2 separate regions of the Oryzias latipes genome follow, and region 2 is linked to region 1. Evidence: chromatin contacts called from public Hi-C data. All regions are on one chromosome and are shown on one strand. Each heading gives the region's core, a stretch centred on a gene start, on an enhancer-like site or on the middle of the called end of the contact. The rest is flanking DNA. Distances are from core to core; before and after follow the strand shown. Region 1 holds the start of camkk1 (calcium/calmodulin-dependent protein kinase kinase 1). Region 2 overlaps p2rx1 (P2X purinoceptor 1).

The links. A called contact is a pair of places that touch in the nucleus more often than the background predicts.
Region 2: a Hi-C map of gastrula embryo shows a contact between it and region 1, with 1.7 times the contacts expected there. The contact joins the enhancer-like site here to the promoter of camkk1 in region 1. A contact is called at or near these places in 5 of 5 Hi-C or Micro-C datasets (embryo, fibroblasts and gastrula embryo).

Annotation. Positions count from the first base shown.
Region 1 is chr14:21,126,427-21,131,232 of ASM223467v1, forward strand. camkk1 (calcium/calmodulin-dependent protein kinase kinase 1) reads left to right here and starts at 2,404. Exons shown (of 16, transcript XM_020709044.2): 1 at 2,404-2,858.
Region 2 is chr14:21,204,164-21,208,969 of ASM223467v1, forward strand. It overlaps p2rx1 (P2X purinoceptor 1), which reads right to left. Exons shown (of 14, transcript XM_004076615.4): 10 at 4,217-4,307; 11 at 4,063-4,128; 12 at 3,889-3,984; 13 at 2,467-2,550; 14 at 1,813-2,311. The coding sequence ends at 2,270. Among protein-coding and RNA genes, the nearest start is that of p2rx1, 17 kb to the right of the region's middle. Within about 2 kb of position 2,943, at least 2 of the 8 cell types and tissues checked have an H3K27ac peak or open chromatin away from gene starts, as enhancers often do. A contact at or near this core is called in gastrula embryo, where this site is marked.

The DNA of each region.
Region 1 (4,806 bases), core at 1,154-3,653:
AAAATGTGAAGAAAAAAAAAACAACCAAAGAAGTTCTTTGACTCCACAATATTTTTTCTGTAAAAATGTTTGATACTTAACATTTAAAATGTTAACATAAAATCAAATTATAGAAATTAAAAATGGTTTTACCTTTAAAAAAAAACAAGAAAAACAACAACAACAACGACTAGGCACTGTAGATTGTCAAAAGTGAGCCCATTTAGATTTTCAGCAAAATATTTCATAACTTGAAGAAATACTTTTTTTTCATTTTAGGAAAGCAATGATGCATCATCATGACTAATTTATTTATAAAGCACCTTCCACCACCAGCCAAGGAGGCCCAAAATGCTGTACACAGGAGGAACAAAACGTACGATCATAAAACATAAAATAATAGAAACATAAAACCAAATGAAGACAATGTAAAGACATGAATAGAAGAAAAAGCATAAAAGCAATTTAAAACAGAGATTAAAACCAGCATAATAGGGCTAGGCTGATGCTTAAATGCTGAAATGCAGAAACAATTATTAAAACTCTTTAAGAGTGTGATCCCTCTAATTGTCGGTGGCAACTGATCCATAGTTTAGGAACCAACACAGCTATAACCTATATTAGGTTCTGGGAACCATTAACGCAAACTGGTTGGTGGAGCGCAACGACTTTAGGGGGAAATATTTTAAAAGCAGACTGAAGAGGTAAGACGGTGATGTACCTGGCAAGGACTTATAAGTAAAGACCAGAATTTTAACAAAAAGCAAATATTGCTGTAGCAGCCAGTTCAAAGAGACCAAGATTGGTGTTTTGTGGTCAAACTTCTTTGCCCTACAAATAAATTTGACTGCTGGATTTTGGAACAGCTGCAGCCTGGCTATTGAAGCCTTTGGTAACCCAGCATACAAAGAATTTCAATAATTTAGTCTGGCAACGCAAAGGCATGGGTGACAATTTCAGATGTTGCATCTGATAAAAGCAGGACCTAGTCAGTGTTTATTTGGAGGTCGACCTGCATCAAGTTTAAAATCCAGGTTTGTCACCACAGACTGTTCAAAGGGGGCAAAAGAGAGGAGATCAAAACCATGATCTTTTCAACCACTAGGGGTTAAACACAATTACCTTAGTTTTGCGTTCATTTAGGCCAAGAAAGTTAGCCGACATCCACTACCTAACATCAGCAGTTGGGCCCCTTACATGTTGGCAGTCGACGGCATAAAGGTGAAAGTTCGCCTAATGCTTTCGAAACAGCATTCCCAGTGGCAGCAAGTAAATAAACAGCAGGCAAATTATGTAACATCATATATTCAAGATTATGTTTGGCATCATGTAGAAACATTTCCAGAAGCAACCAGACTCATGTCATCCCTAAAACACAGCTGCTTTCTGAAAATAACTTCTGGTGGAAGTTCTCCTGAACACGAAAACTCGACTTCAGTCTGTGTTTCAAGGGATTTTTCAGATTCATTTTGGATGAAACTCAACCATCGAGACAACGATCCTGGTCTGATAAAAATATTTCCCGAAGAAAACACTTAAAAGTTTAATTACCTTTGAGGACACTGTAAATAGAAAAAGGAGAAAGGTCAGCCACCTTGGTGGCTGATGAACTGTTTGAGGTTGTAAAGTTCCATTCCAATCCTCTTCTGATCTGTTCTAAAATTGTCTTTTAATTATGATTATGCAGTCTTTAGCCCAAATCAAAAACCCCAAGTCGTCTTAGGACATAGCAGCAGCAGTTCATCAGAAAATCCCCTCTTTGATGGAGGGGGCGGGGCGTTGTCACTGAGTAAACTTGCTCCCTTCTCATCAGTCATCTGTTTACATGCCCTCCTGCTAGCTTACAGCCCCTCACACCCCCAACCTAACATTACTGGGGCATAAAAATAAAAAGTAGCAAGCAATATTGGATCTATTTGTGTGCAGTGCAAAACAACACAATTTTTGTGGAGGTGGGTCTTTCAGGGATTTTCTGGAATAGGTTTTTCTAATCTATAATTGTATGCTTAGCATGAAGATAAACATGTGTGAACACACATGGGGGAGGCTGGTTTCTCTTGAATGAGGGAGAGGTTCATATGTTTTTGAAACGCACATAGAATAAAACAGCCATCGGTTGTTCATTCTGTCGATGAAATCTAAATAATAAACAGGAAATTTGGATAAAACAGAATAAAAATGCACTTTGTAAATTTCAATTAAGAGATTGCATTAATCTGATGTGCTGTAACATCAATAAAGCATCAAAAGTTCATGTTATGCTGCTTGATGGTTTTAAGGAGAGATTTTAAGGACGACCAGCAGAGGCGCCAGCTGCACTGAACACACGAGAGTCTTTCGCTGGAGGCGAAACTTAAAAGATCCCACTTGTGGCACGTGTGATTCTTAAACCCAGATTGGAGCCATGATATCTATAAAACCTTCCCTGAAAAAATGCGCGGTGCGCTCTGACGAACCAAGCCCCAGAGGTACCACTGCGTAAAACGGGCGGATCTTAGGACCCGTGGATGCATCCGCGGCAGAATAATAAAAGTTGGGATGTGTGAGCTGTCGACAAAGCAGTCTGTGTCAAAGTGTGTGTGCAGCCGGTTCCTCCTCCGCGGCTGTGAGCAGACTGCGGCAGCAGCCAGCTGCGCAGCTGGGCTGCGTTCACGTGCAGGAGGAGGAGTGTGCACTCTGTCCGCGGTTTCCGGAAGAGAGGGTGTGAAACATGGGACGTGTCTCGGGTCAGCAGCTGATCCTCCCTCACACCTAAACAAGCAGCTGCCTCCCGGACTGTACGGCTGAACGGCCCGCTGGAGAGGGGGTAGCAGAGGAGCGACGCGCATCCAAACGGGACATCCCTCCCCGGGAGTGGAACACTGAAGGGGCTCGATTGGGTGAGTGAAACTTTTAAAAATAATCCAAACCCCGCTGTTGGCGTTTTTCCTGGTGGTGGTGTTTGGGAAGTGAAGCTGGAAATGTGGCTGCGCGCAGCGGATGGATCTGTGCGCGCGGGCATGCTGGCCGTGTTTTATTGATGCTCGCTCGCGGCTGCAAAGGGGGATGCTCTGCAGTTTGTTGCGCTGCGCCACGGAGCTGCAGGCTGCACGGACGAGGAGCACGCGCACACGACGAGCCGTGGATCCTGAGCGGATGCTGCAAAGCTTTGCTGACATGTGGGAATTCTGGGCCCGGCAGGTGGCTCCTGATCCGGAATACAGGAGTGAGATCTCCACACACCTGATCTACTGACCAAACACATTTATATGGTTTCTGCGTGAAGTTTGGGAAAAGATCTGCTCGGTCTCTTTTTGTGAAACCACTAAACCAGAACACTTGTCCTCCACATAGCTGACTTTGCTGTTAAAGTCCTCACTTATTTAGTTCCTGTTTTTGTCATTGTTCCGTTTTTTCTCCCTCCTCGTTGTAGACTGAACTTGGTGAAAAGAATTACGGTGCATTTTTGGAATATTTCCTCCCAGACTGACGGGCGGACCAACCGGCTCACTGTAGCGTGCGTTGTGGCTCGAAGCCAAGGCAACCAGGTTGGCACAAGGACTGCTTGAGTGCCCTCAAGTCAGTTTGTAAAAGGAGTTCTGCAGAATTGGCTGCAGAATGTGTCGCAACAGCGCGCATGTTTTTTAGACTTTAGCTGCTCATGGGGGCTTTTTTTTTTATTTTTGTTTTATATGCAGACAAGTTACCATAAATGGGCAGACAGAGAGAGATGGAAAAAAGAAAACGTTTGGTGACGTGACTTGTGCATATTTTGTCATGCTGGCTGTTTATTTATGTATTTAAAATTATTTTTGGGTTTCTTTATGCAAGAAGTGCAACAATCTAATTTTTTGTGTGCCATATGTGACCTTTGGTGACCCACAGTAAAAGAGGATTATGAAAAACTCAAATTTTTTTTTACTCTGGGAAAACTATAAATTTTTTTAACCCACTATGTTACCATTTGGGGTCACTAGGTCACTGGTGCCTATCTGATTGCTGAAAGGTGAGGGTGGTAAATTGTCTATATTTATATAGCAATTTGCTTCCTTCATCAAAGGCCTAAAGTGCTTTCCAGTCACAGTCCCATTCCCCCATGCACACACACATTGACACACTGTTCAGTGTCTTGCATTGGCGGCAGTGGCTCTGGCGGTTGAGCATGTCGGCCAATGATCGAAGGGTAGACTGTTGTGTCCTTGGGCAACATACCCCACCCTCCCTGCCTCCAGTGTGGCTCCACTGGCTTGTGAATGTGTATGAACATCCCGGTGACGGTTAGATGGGCAGTTGGCGCAAACTGGCAGCCACGCCTCAGTCAGTCTGCCTCAGGGTTATGTTTAAATACCTTACATGTTTCGAGTCATCCAAATTATTATTATTATTATTATTATTGGTCAAGGACACAGGCAGAGCGGGAATTGAATCTGTGATCTTCTGATCAGAGGTTGACCGCTCTACCTCTGCACCATGGCCGGCATATTTCCCAGAGGGCAATAGGTGGCTCAAAAGTGATGAGGGCAGAGGCAACAGTGCAACTGTTTTTCTGGTTTGGCTGTATTATGCTCTTCATGTTTACAGAGCGTGAACATCTGTTCTATTTGTTTTATGAAACACAGCTTCACTTTTGGCCTCCTGTCACTTTCCATTTTATCCACTAACTGGTGGATAAAATGGAAACTAGCTACATGGAATTGCAAGGAATTGGGATAAATCCTATTTTCTTTTCTGTTCTTTGTTTTAGATTCAGCAAATTCTCATGTTTGTTGCATACATTCTGCAGAATTGTGCCTGGTGTATTTGTTCTCATGATGTGCAAGGCAGGTTGAATCATAATGCTTTCAGATC
Region 2 (4,806 bases), core at 1,693-4,192, 78 kb after region 1:
GGCTCAGGATTATTCATGGGTTAACTCATAAATTCGTTTTTTATGCAAAACTAATCACTAAGTAAAGAGGAAGTAACTTCATCCACACAGATTTCTAACTTTCAGCGTTCAGATTTCAGGTTTATTCTCCTAAATATTGACACTTTACTGAATGAGTTCTATTAGTGATTTATCTGTTTAAAGCTACTAAGTTGCCTAGGAAGGAAAGATGTGATTTGTTAACAGCTAAATTCTAATTTTGTGTCCCTAGTGCAGGTGATCTGCACATTTGCATTCATTTAAAAAAAAAAGAAGCAGCTCTGATTTAGAATTGCAGTTACAACATTTTAAACCTGAATTTTTTTTCATTTTTTGGGAGTCAGCAGAAGAAATGTATCCAGGATGCATCAGGATCAGGGGTCTGAAGCCTTTTATGCTTTTGGCTTTTTGTTCCGCTTTCTTCCCGAACAAAACCCAGCAAAAGCTGGAATGTCCCAAGGTTTAGAAAAATACACTAATTGTGTTTTTGTGGCCATTACGCCATTCATTTATGAAATTTACCTTATAAATATTTACAATAATTAAATTGCATTACTTTTGATACAATAGATAAAATATTTTACATCATTTTGCTTAGATATCTGACATGTACATTTTGGAGGAATGGTAAAGCTCTCACCTCTTGATTTACTGTAATGTCAACAGTGGTAAAAGAAAAAAAAACTGTTAATCTTTACTCGTGTACCTATGTTTAAAATTTTAAAGATAAATGACACAATGTAACTAGTAAACCTATTATTTATTTGGATGGTTGATATTTTTCTTCAAAGCCGAAGAGCCACAGATAAAAGTGTCCCATGTGGCTCTGGATCCTGAGGTTGCAGACCCCTGATCTAGATGATTGTGTAGTCACACAAATGCAATAAAAAATTGAATTTCAAATTAAATCACAAGTAATTATCAACTAAATACAATTAGGCCTTGCAGAAATAGCTCGAGTCCAAAATCTAAAACTATGGGGGAAGTGTGACGTCATAGATTAGAACAGTTCTCATGTTTTAATCTTTTGTTGTTTCCACATTATGTTTGCTGTAAATTGGATCCTAAGTGCTATAATATGTCCCCTTTTATTTAGCCCTTGTGCTATCCTAGGCACTTTAACACTGGGAGTGGGGTCATCTGGACCCCACAAGACTGTGCGCTGAACCTTTTGTCTTCAATGATTTGTGATCTTCACTGGTGTCCATGGATGACATGAAATACTCTTCACCTTTATCCACCTTTGTCATGGTTGGAATAACACGTCAATGTAAGGGTGGGGTCATAGGATAGCAGAAGGGTTAAAAAAAGTGTTTTTTTTGCTGCAGATTTGTAATTTGATGAATCCCTCATCCTCCACTACGGATTGCTCTCATCACAGGTTTCAGTCCTTTTTGCAGAGAAATACAGAAGGAAGAGGAAGAACTGGAGGCAGCCACACCATAGGAAGCAAAGGGAATCTTATTTTAATCATAACTTCGGATCATAGTTTCATCCAGGGGAGGAGGACTCTGGGAATGTGTACATAATCTCCAGTGAAGAAACAGTTGCTAATCTACCGTGTTATTTTTCTCCTGATGTGTTACAAAGGTCTCTGCCGTCTGTCTGTCTCCTGTGTGTATTTGAATGTAGTCACGCTGATGTCAAGGCACTAAAACGAAAGCATGGCACATCCCTACGCAATGCAGGTGTTACACTGTACATATGTACCAATATGAATAAGTTATTTTTCGCATGCTTTTGTACTTCTAAACATTGAGTACAATAAAAAAAATAAAAAGAAGTAGAAACTTCTGTTGTTATCGTACCTCTTTTATTGACTTAATGGCATGTGTGCGCTGGGTGGGACGCATCATGGCATATCCAAACACAGACTCGACAATGACTTGCATGAACACAGTGTGTCATGGACATTTAAAGTGGTGGAGGTTACACCCACAGAATGAACAAATGTAAACAAAGAAACACCTAAAAAAGTACACACACAGAGGGGCTCTGTAGTAGCTCTTTAGAGTCACACAGTGGGGTGATGAGGATGGATGAAGACGCTCTGAGAAAGGACATCTGACAGAGTTCCTTTATTGCCCAGGAGTCTATTCATTTTGTGAGTTGAGTCTTTGGTTCCCCTGTGCTACATCTTATAAAGCAACTTGTTTGCTCCCAGGTCATTTCTTTGCAAGAACAGCAAACGGCCAATGCGTCAGCAATCTTATTTTCTTGGCTTTATTGCTTAAAAAAAAAAAAATGCTGGCTATTCCGATGTCTTGATGCTTCCTGTGTCCAAATCTGGATCCTGCAGGACAGAAATCAAAACCAGACAGAATTACTTTTTTTTTTTTTTTTAGATCTTTAGTATCACGTGATGGAACGCTCAAGCAAACAAACAGACAAACAAAAATACAAATAAAGCGAAAGAGCTTTACTGTCTAAGCTTCATTACACACTCACGTTGGTCTTGTCTTTGCGTCGCACTTGTCTTGCATTTGCTTCAAGGGTGTAATAGACAGATGAGCCTAAACCACGCAATTCCTGCTGTAGATAAAAAATGTTCTACCTGTTTTAGTTAAAGGGGATGCTTTGGGTGCAGACGCAGGATTTATCCAGTCTCAGATTATAAAATTGTACCACCCTAAACTCAGAGGGCCACACACCAAATTTTTTTGTTTGTTTGTTCTGTTTTTGTAACATGTCCTGTCCAGGAGCTGAGCAAACAGATCAGAGCTGAAGGCCTCTTGTGTTGGACAGATTTTACTTTTTTAATAGGGGCATATGATTTTTCAGACACACAAGGTGTTTATTTGAATAAACCCCTTTGGTATTTGAAGCTAAACTTTATTCATATTAATCATGTGTGCAGGCATTTCTTGTTGGACCGGATGAAAAACAGAAGGGAGAAGGACATAGAGGGATGTTAAGAGATGGGGATAAGGCTACAAAAGAAGGGGGAGAAAAAGGGGGTTAAGGAAGTTGGAGAAGCAGTACGAGGGGGTAGAATCACAAAAAGAGGCAACAAATTGCTGGAACTTTATCATCATGCTAGTCTAGTGTAGGGCCTGTCCAAAGACACGCTCAAACACTAACATACCTGTTGGCTCCTAAAGTCTTCTCACACAAACATGGCAACACATTCCCAATACCAATACACCTCACACACACATACTTGTGTATACACACAAACACGTCAAGCATATATCATTCTGTCATGCACACTGTTTGAGCAAAATGAGCTGGTACCTGTGCTCGGATGAGTATGCGTGTTCTACTGTGGTGGATGATGGAATGTAAATAGAGGAGGATAGACCGGCCCCCCCCACACCGAGACCCCCCCACCAAAGCAGCAGTGGGCAACCAGGCTCCCCCACTGTTTGGAATTTTGAAGAGGCCCAGTGCTCAGAGGCAAAGGCCAGAACCAACACCACAGGGACACAGACACCCTCAGACTCAGATGTGATTCCTTGCTAATGGCCTAGCCAGACAACTCAGGGATCCATGTCCCTCTGTGGATAGAGGGCCATGCCATGGTACGGGACGAGAAGATCAGTAGCTCCACCTTCCTTGTCTAATGCGTGTGTGTGTGTGTGTGTGTGTGTGTGTGTGTGTGTGTGTGTGTGTGTGTGTGTGTGTGTGTGTGTGTGTGTTGGAGTGTATAATGTGATAGGGGCCTTACGCGATCTTAATATTTTAGGAACAAAGACGAACCCAACTCTGTTGCCTATTGATTTCTATTTTTAGGTATTTGGTGCCAAAATCCAAATATGTTCAAACAGAGAAAATTCCATGTTGGTGATTAACCAATGTCTATCTGGAAGCACGGTGCACTTCTGCTGCCATCTTGTGTTTAAACAGAAAAAAGTCTGTGATGGAACTCACCTGTGCAGCTGTGTCTGTGTATTTGAACTTCATGTTTTTGTAAAAGTCTCTTCTTGGGAGCACATACAGCAGCACTAAGTCACAAACTACAGTTGCCTGAAAGGACAAAGAGGAAACATTCACTTCTCATTGATTACATCGATGACAATTGAAACAATTTTGTGTTAAACATACCACTCCAAAAATTCCCACTCCAGAACCTATGGCAGTCAGGGTTGGAATGATATCAAATTTCCGTCCCTGCAAAAATCAATTTACCGTGAGTTAAAAAAACAACAACTTTTATTTGTCAGTTATTTATAGGTATAAAATAAAAATTGTTGCTAACCAGTGACTGCACAATGATGTCAAACCTGATGCCAAAAACCTTCATGAGAGTCCTTTTCTCCATTTTGTCTCCCATATAATACTTTGCATACCTATAAACACACAATAATTATTACAAGTTGCCTCAACTGTTGAATGCTGGATATTTTCAACTGTTTTATAAAAACTGCAGAAAACAATTAACACATTTCTTGGTGGACTAGGATTTTTTGCAGCATAAAAAAGCAGCTGTTGAATTTTTATTTTATTTGCAACAAATAAAAAAAATGTTTACCATTCCTTTTTGTAATGGGAATTGTGTTGATACAAAAATTGAAATCAGACTATTTAATATATTTGAATTTGTTCTCTGCTTTAAAAAATGTTATATGTGTTGTTGTAATAAATTAGAAGCTAAATACATTAGCTTAGCATAAAAGAGCAGATTGTGAGATTTTGGACAAAGGTTGGGCTAATCTTATGCATCATCCCTCAGCAAGACGTTGTCTACTTAAGTAAATTATCTGTATACTTAGGCAATACTAAAAGTGAAGCGGTATACTTAGAGGTTTACTTTGTATATACTGTCCATTCTAAACTTTAAATTGAGTC